2 separate regions of the Anas platyrhynchos genome follow, and region 1 is linked to region 2. The links are chromatin contacts, called in public Hi-C maps. All regions are on one chromosome and are shown on one strand. The core of a region is the stretch at or near the end of the contact, and the rest is flanking DNA. Distances in the headings are between cores, read along the strand shown.

Evidence for each region. Hi-C and Micro-C count contacts between places; a contact is called where the count stands out from the background.
Region 1: a contact with region 2 is called in a Hi-C map of liver, with 2.7 times the contacts expected there. The contact joins the promoter of WNK1 here to the enhancer-like site in region 2. A contact is called at or near these places in 2 of 8 Hi-C or Micro-C datasets (liver and skeletal muscle).

What each region holds. Positions count from the first base shown.
Region 1 is chr1:63,885,169-63,888,812 of IASCAAS_PekinDuck_T2T, reverse strand. WNK1 (WNK lysine deficient protein kinase 1) reads right to left here and starts at 2,346. Exons shown (of 32, transcript XM_072039579.1): 1 at 909-2,346. The coding sequence starts at 1,691.
Region 2 is chr1:63,825,461-63,829,576 of IASCAAS_PekinDuck_T2T, reverse strand. All of the region lies in intron 2 of NINJ2 (ninjurin 2), which reads left to right. Among named protein-coding and RNA genes, the nearest start is that of NINJ2, 31 kb to the left of the region's middle. Within about 2 kb of position 2,451, at least 1 of the 8 cell types and tissues checked has an H3K27ac peak or open chromatin away from gene starts, as enhancers often do.

The DNA of each region.
Region 1 (3,644 bases), core at 1,097-3,596, 59 kb before region 2:
ACTGAAGCAACCCTAAAAACAAGTGCTATCCTTTTAATTTAACACTGAGGCTTTGAAAGCCAAATACTGCACCAGGTAGTTGTTCCTGGTACTCCAGCTCTTCCCACTTCTTTTAAGGTTGTTGCACAGCAACCTGCCTCTCAGTTACACAAGCTCTGACTCGCACGAAATAAGGGTGTTCTTGTCATCATCAGGCTGGGCTTCTGCAGAACGCTGGCTCTGCTCTGGCTAGAAACTTGGTAGAAGAACAGTTTCTTACTCAGTTTAATCCACTAGTCACTTGCAAACCTTAAACTTCAGGTTTTGCAAAGCTTCAGAAAAGAGATGATTATTTTCCTCCTTGTACCTGTATTGAGCAAGAACCCTACATCTTAGAATGAAACAGTAACTTGCAAAACTAAAGGTGATGAACTACATGACTTTGGGTATATCCTAAGGTTACCTCCTACAAGGATCCCCTGCCACAGGCACATTAGGTATCTGTGAAATTTACACGTTAATATTTTTCCTAAGAAAAGCACCTAAAGAAATTGTGAAAAATTAATTCGAGCTCAAGTTGACATTTCTTTACATTGCAACAGACACATTTTTCTTCTGCCTCCCTGACGCTATGTGCAAGTATTTCTACGATCCTCCCAGTTTTATTTTGTAGGTGTAAAATAGAATTGTATTTCTTATAACATCTTGCAATGTCTTTTCTGAAGGTAAAAAGCTAAACAAATTATTCAGACTCTGAGGAAAGGCTGCACCACCTTTCTTCCACAGGAGAGGCTCAGCTGAGGTCTGCAGCTCCCCGCCTAAGTCAAGCAGACCTCAAAAATCAATGGGTTTTGTCGTTGTCAAGCATGCAGCCGAGCACCTGGGAGACGGAGCATGCTTTGGCGATGCCGAATTTTTATTTACGTTACCTGTAGCTCGCACCAGGCGACTTCCACAGTGGTGTCCGTATCCAGCCCTTTGTACACGGTCTTGAAAGAGCCTCTTCCGATCTCGATGTCGAACTTGAGGAAGCGGCCGTCGGGGGAGATGCCCACCGCCTTGGTCTCCAGCTCCTCGATGTCCTCCTGCTGCGTCCTCCGCTCCTCGAACTCGCGGCTGGCAGCCGAGGCGCTGCCGGCGGCGCTGCTGGGGGGCAGCGAGGCGGCCTCGTCCTCCTCCTCTTTGGGCAGCAGCGGGGCGGCATCCTTGGCGGCGGGGGGCTCCTGAGGGCACTGTCCTTCCCCGGGGAGCGGGGCGGGCGGCGGCTGCTGCTGCTGCAGCAGCGAGGCGGCCTGGGCGGCGGCGGCGGCGATGCCGGAGGTCCGGCCGGCGCACTCGGGGGGCGACACGGAGGGAGCGGCGCTGCCTCCCGACACCGGGGCCGAGGGGGCGGCGGGCTGCAGGCTGGGCAGCTCCAAGGCCGTGGCGTTGGAGTCGCAGATGACGCTCCGGCGGAAGAAGCGGTGCTCGGTGGCGGCCGCCCCCCGGCTGTCCTTGTCCATGGTGTGGCGGCGCCGCCGGTACTCCTCGCTCCGGCCTCCGCTCCCCGCTCCGCCGCCGCCGGCCCCGCCGGCTCCGGGGGCTCCGTGCTCGGCGGCTCCCAGCTTCTCCCCGACGGAGCTGTCCGAGCTGGAGCCGTTCTTGGGCGGCGGCGGCGGCGGCGCCAGGAAGCGGGGGGCCGGGGGGCCGCTCTCGGCGGCGCCCCCCGACATGGCCGAGAAGGGGGCACGAAGGGGGAGAAGGGGGGAAGGGGGAGAGGGGCCGAGGCCGCTCAGCGAGCGGCGGGCGGGCCGGGCCGCCGCCGAGGGAGCTGCGAGGGGAGAGGAGGAGGAAGAGGAGGAGGAGGAGGGCCCCGGGGGCTCCTCACGGCGGGGCTGGGAGGCGGCGGGGTGCGGCCCCGCTCAGCGCCGGCATCCATCGTGCGGCGGGGCGCCGGGCAGCGGGGCCGACATGGGGCACCGGGAGCGGCGGCGACGGAAAAAGGGGGGTGAGGGAGGGTGGAAAAAAAAAAACAAAAAACCACAAAAACCCCGAGCCGCGGGGCTCAGCCCCGCCTCGCAGCGGCGCCCATGGCGGCCGCGGCCTCCGCCCGCCGCTCCGCAGCCTCCGCCCGCGCCAGGCCGCGCTCCCACAACGGCGGCGGCCTCGCGGGGAGCCCCGAGCCGAGCCCGGAGCCGGGCCCGGAGCCCTCCCGCTCTCCTCCTCCTCCTCCTCCTCCTCCTCCTGGCCCTGCCGCCGCCCTCAGCGCAGAGCCGCCCGGCCGCCGCAGGTGAGCCCCGAGCCGAGCCGAGCCGAGAGGCGGCGGGGCGCGGAGCGGAGCTGCCCCGGGGCCGTCTGGGCGCTAAATGGCGGCGGGCGCCCGGAACCGACACACGGCGGGGGGGGCGGGGCGGCAGGGGAGGGACGGAGGGGAGGGGGGGGGAGCGCAGCGCCGCACGCCCCCTTCCGCGCCCGTCCCGCTCCTTCCCTGCAGCGGAGGGTGAGAGGGGAGATGGCGGCGCTGGCCGCGCGCGGAGCTTCATGGGAGTTGTAGTTTTTTTTGTGCGGGGGTTGCGCCTCGAAGGCCCCAAGGGTTTTTTTTTTTGTTTTTTTGGGGGGAATCCCTTTGTCAGCAGGGGGAGGGAGCGGCTCACAGCTCGCCCTCCTTCACGCAAGGGCAGCGCTCACCACGCTGGGTGGGAGCGGGTGGTGGCACCACCGCGGACCAGATGCCACAAGAATGGCGGCCAGCCATGGGCACCACAGAACAAGCCTTGGGAGCATGAGGTGTTCGGCTTCACACCGCCTCCCCACTTCGAAATTTCGAGCAAAGATAACCCCCTTAGGTGCACGCACCACGTATGCACAACGTAGTCTATTTTGGGCCCTTTTTTAATCTCGGTTTACATCACCCGCGCATGCATCAATTGGCCAGGTAACCTAAAATGCAAATAACCGGCATGTAAACTGTGCTCACAATTATCTGAAAGAGACAGCATTTGCAGACTTTGCCCTCAAAATGATCATTTGAGTCAAGGCTTTGGCAGCTATAGTGGCATAAAGGATGTACAACAGTCAGACGAGCAGGAAGAGCCCACGTGAATGCTGACACAAATCAGGAACTGTCAGGTTAAAAAAGCCTGGGTACACTCGAGTCATCTACTTATTTATATCATGTTCCGCTTTCGTAGTCATGTACCAAAACCAAGCACTTTCCTTCTTACGAGAACAGCCACTTGAAGACACTGGGAATGTACTGGAGAAGGCGTGAATGATTTGGTACCATGCCTTTTAGGCAACCATAATTTAAAAATACGTTAAGAAATAAAATGTTAGGAAATCTCCCAATGAAAATAATATGTTCCCAGGAGACACTCTGGCACTTCAAATAACTTAAAAAAAAAAAAATGTTACTTCTAAAACAGCAGTTTAGAGGAAGTTGTGCATTGTGTGGCTGGTGTGAGGCTTGAACTCATCCTGCACAGCACAACACAAACAGCCCCTACAGAGCCCCGCAAGCCCCCAGTCACAAAATACCAACCAAAGCAATTCTCATATGCTTGTACTCCTCACCCAAAAAATGCAGTACTCCACACTAATTGGAAGATTGCTGTTTTCCCTGTATCAGCTACTCTTTGTAACAGGAAACAAAATAATGATACAGTCTTCACAAAGAGGACAAAACG
Region 2 (4,116 bases), core at 1,202-3,701:
TTCTGGTGAATAAGAAAACAGAGGATGCCCCAGCACAGCTCCTTCTGGTGTTTCAAAGCCACTGACTGTGCTGGCAGACTTTGTTGGGTTTGGTCTTGGGAGCCTTTGGGCTGACAGGCAATTATTGCTGCCCATCTCCTCTTCCTGCAAAGTCAGTCAACAGTTCTTGCATCAAAAGTAACGCTTAAAAGGGAGAAGTTACTGGGACTTCCTAATCTGGATAAGCTTCCCACAAAATAAAGGGTGTATTAAAATAAAATACCCATTTGCCAATAACAGTTTGTGCTTTTCCAGGTAAATGTCATAGCTGACAGTTTGCTGTAGCTGGGCATTACTGCGTCCCAGTTGTGAGAGCAAAGACTGAGGGTATAAGAGAAAAAGCTGAGGAACACAGCAGACAACGTGCTGTGGGGATCCTAAATGAGCGCCTAGCCAAGTCTGCACAGCCCCACGTACCAATTTGGACCGGAAGCAGCAGAAAGCAGGGTTTGCTAAATGATTGCTTAGTTAATCCATAACCTGAATAACCACCCACAGATAAGTGAGAGCTTATGGCCTGTAAATTGCCAGAATGTGACCTCGATTCCAACTTCACAGGCAGCAGAGCAAATCAGAGGTCTGCAAGTCACGGAGAAGAAAATTGTGCCAGGGAAGAGTCTGATCACAGGTCCCATCCCCCCTGCCCTGTATGTGACACTGGAGATCATACCTTTTGCTGCAAGCTTCACCCAGGATGAAATGTGAATCAGTGTACATGAATCACCTGCCAAACCCTCGAGTACGTCAGTGATAAGATAATGCAAGATTCAAAAGTGCAAGTACCGTATGAGCAGACAGCACAGCTAGAGACAGTGACCATTCCTGAAGTTCTTCCTGGACACGATTTGTGTTTTTCTTCTCACTCTCCACACTAAGTTAACAAGTTCTCTCAGCTTGTCAGCAATGACAATTTCTTTCAGTTTTGAGCATCAGTAGTTGCTACTTTAATATTTGACATTACTAAACTTCCCATAACTACCAGGTTTGTCCAGAGACTAAGTTAAAGTTCTAGTTTTGTTCAACTGCAGTCTTGTTCCATCCATCCCCCATACTGAGACACTCATCCCCAAATGACAGTTCTGTTGTAAGCATGGATATTTAACAGGGAATCTCAGATTTATTCGCAATAAACTGTTTCAAATGCATTGTTTTGGCTGTGAAAGCAGGCACAACTTCAGCTGAATTGGGCTCTGAATTTCTTAATTTCTACAGCCTAATTAAATGCACCTTATCTAATTACTTATACAAGGGAAGATTGCCTCAAATACACATAAACCCCGCCTGACTTGCAGAAGTGCTCAGTATGTGCCAAATCCAAAGCCAATAGGAGCTATTAATCAGTGCCCTTGGACAGAAAACCATGCTCCAGCACTGCTCACTGAGTGCCTGCTCCTGTTTCCCCCAGGGAGGTCAGTGGAAGCTTTCTTCCCCACCACTTTCAATACAAGCACAGCTGGCCATCAAAGCAGGTACATGCCAGACAGGTCTTTCTCTGAAGCTGGCTGCAGCCAAAAGATCATTCCACAGCCATTTGCTTAAATGTTGCTTTGGCTTTCTTGACGCAAAACACTTTATGCTGATATCTAGAGTGTCACAATGAGTCTCAGAGTTTCTAGTAGTCACTTGAAAGAAGGTGGATGAAAATAAAGACCTCAGATGGTATAATTTTCAGATATCAGCATTTTGCTATCCTGTTGCCTGGAACAGCTACCTAAGCCATGTATTGTGGCTGAGCATTTCCCACTGGTTATACTAGAAGTTCCAGCCCTGTTAGGCTCATTAAAAGGTATAGCACTTAGCTGAATGGATAGGAAAGACCACTATTAATTTTGCAGTGGAAGAATCATAAGTCAGTTTTTGCTTTCATGAGCCTGAACCAGAATGCTGGACCAGATGGGCAACAGCAATAAGGTCTGATGTGCTGGGATTGACCCATACAGGACATGTTGGCAGGTACCTGTAAACTGATCTTCCTCCCCATGCATGCCTATCCATAGAGCACTCTCACAAGCACAACTTCAGCCACATGAGCTTTCTCAGCAGCCTGTGAAGGCCAGCACATTTCTATTCAGTCATCTAGAAAGCCCTCACTGCTTTTGGAAGCATAAAACCCCGTTCTCTGGGATGCTTGAACACTCTGTTGTGAGATACTGTTCCTTTTATTTTCCTATCTCAAATTTTTGTTTACTATATGTTGGGGTAAAAAGTAACAGGGTATGTTCCTGCTCTTGCTGGATTTGAGACAGGTAGGCATTCACCATTTAAAACCATGTGGGAACACTTGCTTCAGAGCAGGATTGTTCTGAATCGTAGCTTTGGAAACTAAAAACAGCTGGACGAAGTCTATCATTGCTTGCAGTCTGCACAAGAGTTGCACGGGATTTAGGTCAAGGACAGTTTTATTTCTAAAACATTAGATAATCTGACCTTTAGTGTTGCTTTTACCTAAAGCTGAACAGCAACAGCTGTATGAAGAACTGGGCCCAAAACATTATACTTGTCTCAGTCTACTGCAGCTTCCTTTCTGTGCTGCAGGGAAGAGAAACTGAAGACTCTGGCAGGTTGCTTTTTTCATAGCATTTAGTATTAAAGCAGGGCAGGCAGTTTTACCTGAAGAGAAATATTATTGGGGGAACATGTGCCAGTTAGGTAGTTAATATTAGATATCAAAAAAAATCAGAGGCTACAGCAACCATTAGAAAATAAATCAAATTTAATAAAATCTAGTTCTCATGCATGACCATCTCCTGAAGTAGCACTTTTTTTTTTTTTTTTTTTTACAGAGCACCCCTCCTAAGCTTTGCTGTACGCATTACTCACTACAATCTTTCAGGCTCTTGCGTATTATTTTAATACAACAGAAAAAACACAAAATTAATTCTAAAATAGATGATTGATAGAGGGGAGAAAGAGAGAAACTTTACAGTTGCTACATATTTATTTTTCTATGGATTCCATCTGGCACCGCATCTTAAATGAGTTACATGAGGCATCTTTGAAGCCCAAATGATTAGGGCTTTCTTGAATTATTTGCCCTTACTCCAATACCTACATTGCAGCTGGTCAAAGAAGTTTCCAGATTATAAGGTGATATTTCGCAATACCTCCTCACCGAGAGCTCTATCTAGATAGCATATAACCCATTTTAGTCATCATTGTATCCAAGTTCATAATGCACTGGAAAAAAAAAATGCGAGCATTGGGTAACTGATGGCACTGCAAAAATTCTTGCTACCATCTTAGCGGTGGAGCAACCCTCACGTTTACGACGGAGCACCACCTGCTGGCTATCTCGGTTCTCGTCTAATTCGTCTCTCTCCTGCCACCCTCTTCCTAGTAAGTACTGAAGTCAGATCCCAGCTTTTAGGGAGACTTTAGGAAAAGGGGCTGGCTGCTGTGACACGGGACCTAGAGGTTTCAAAGGTGAGCTTCTGAACTCCTCAAGGCCATGCCCAGGAGGAAGCAGCTGTGATGGCACATCTGGAGCAGAGGGGGACGAAAATCCCCCTCCTCACCACCTCACTCCCTGCTCAGTCTCAGAGGCCTGCACCGAACAGATCCCACATGAAAAGCAAAGACAGAGGTCACCTACTTTTCTAGTTCCTGAGGGCCTTCATCCATATCATCAAGCTCTTTCCTTATTCCTCTCACTTTGACTTCCCTTTAAACACATGACTTTGCCTTGCTCACGGCAGCACCTGATGGTTGAAATCCAAGATGTTGGGTTTGTGCCAGTTGTGCTGGTGTCCTGGTGATCACCCAAGTAGTTTACTATTATCTACCTAATGCAGTTTGCCAAGTAGAACAGCCATACTACCTAAAATTATTTACAAAGAAAAACTGATCCTGGCACTCAATTTTGCCACTTTGTCTGATCTTACTTCAAGGGGGATGCTTTCAGAGCCACACTGATGGAGAATAATTTAATTAAGTTGTGAAGTTCATCTGAAATGGCCGAAGATAAGCATTTTATTGTTTAACTTTTGATGAACTCAGTGGAAGTTGGATAGGAAAGTCCCAGTACCATTTTTCAGAAGGGAGAGAAGTAACTGGCTGCTGGCTGTTTCAGTTCTGATC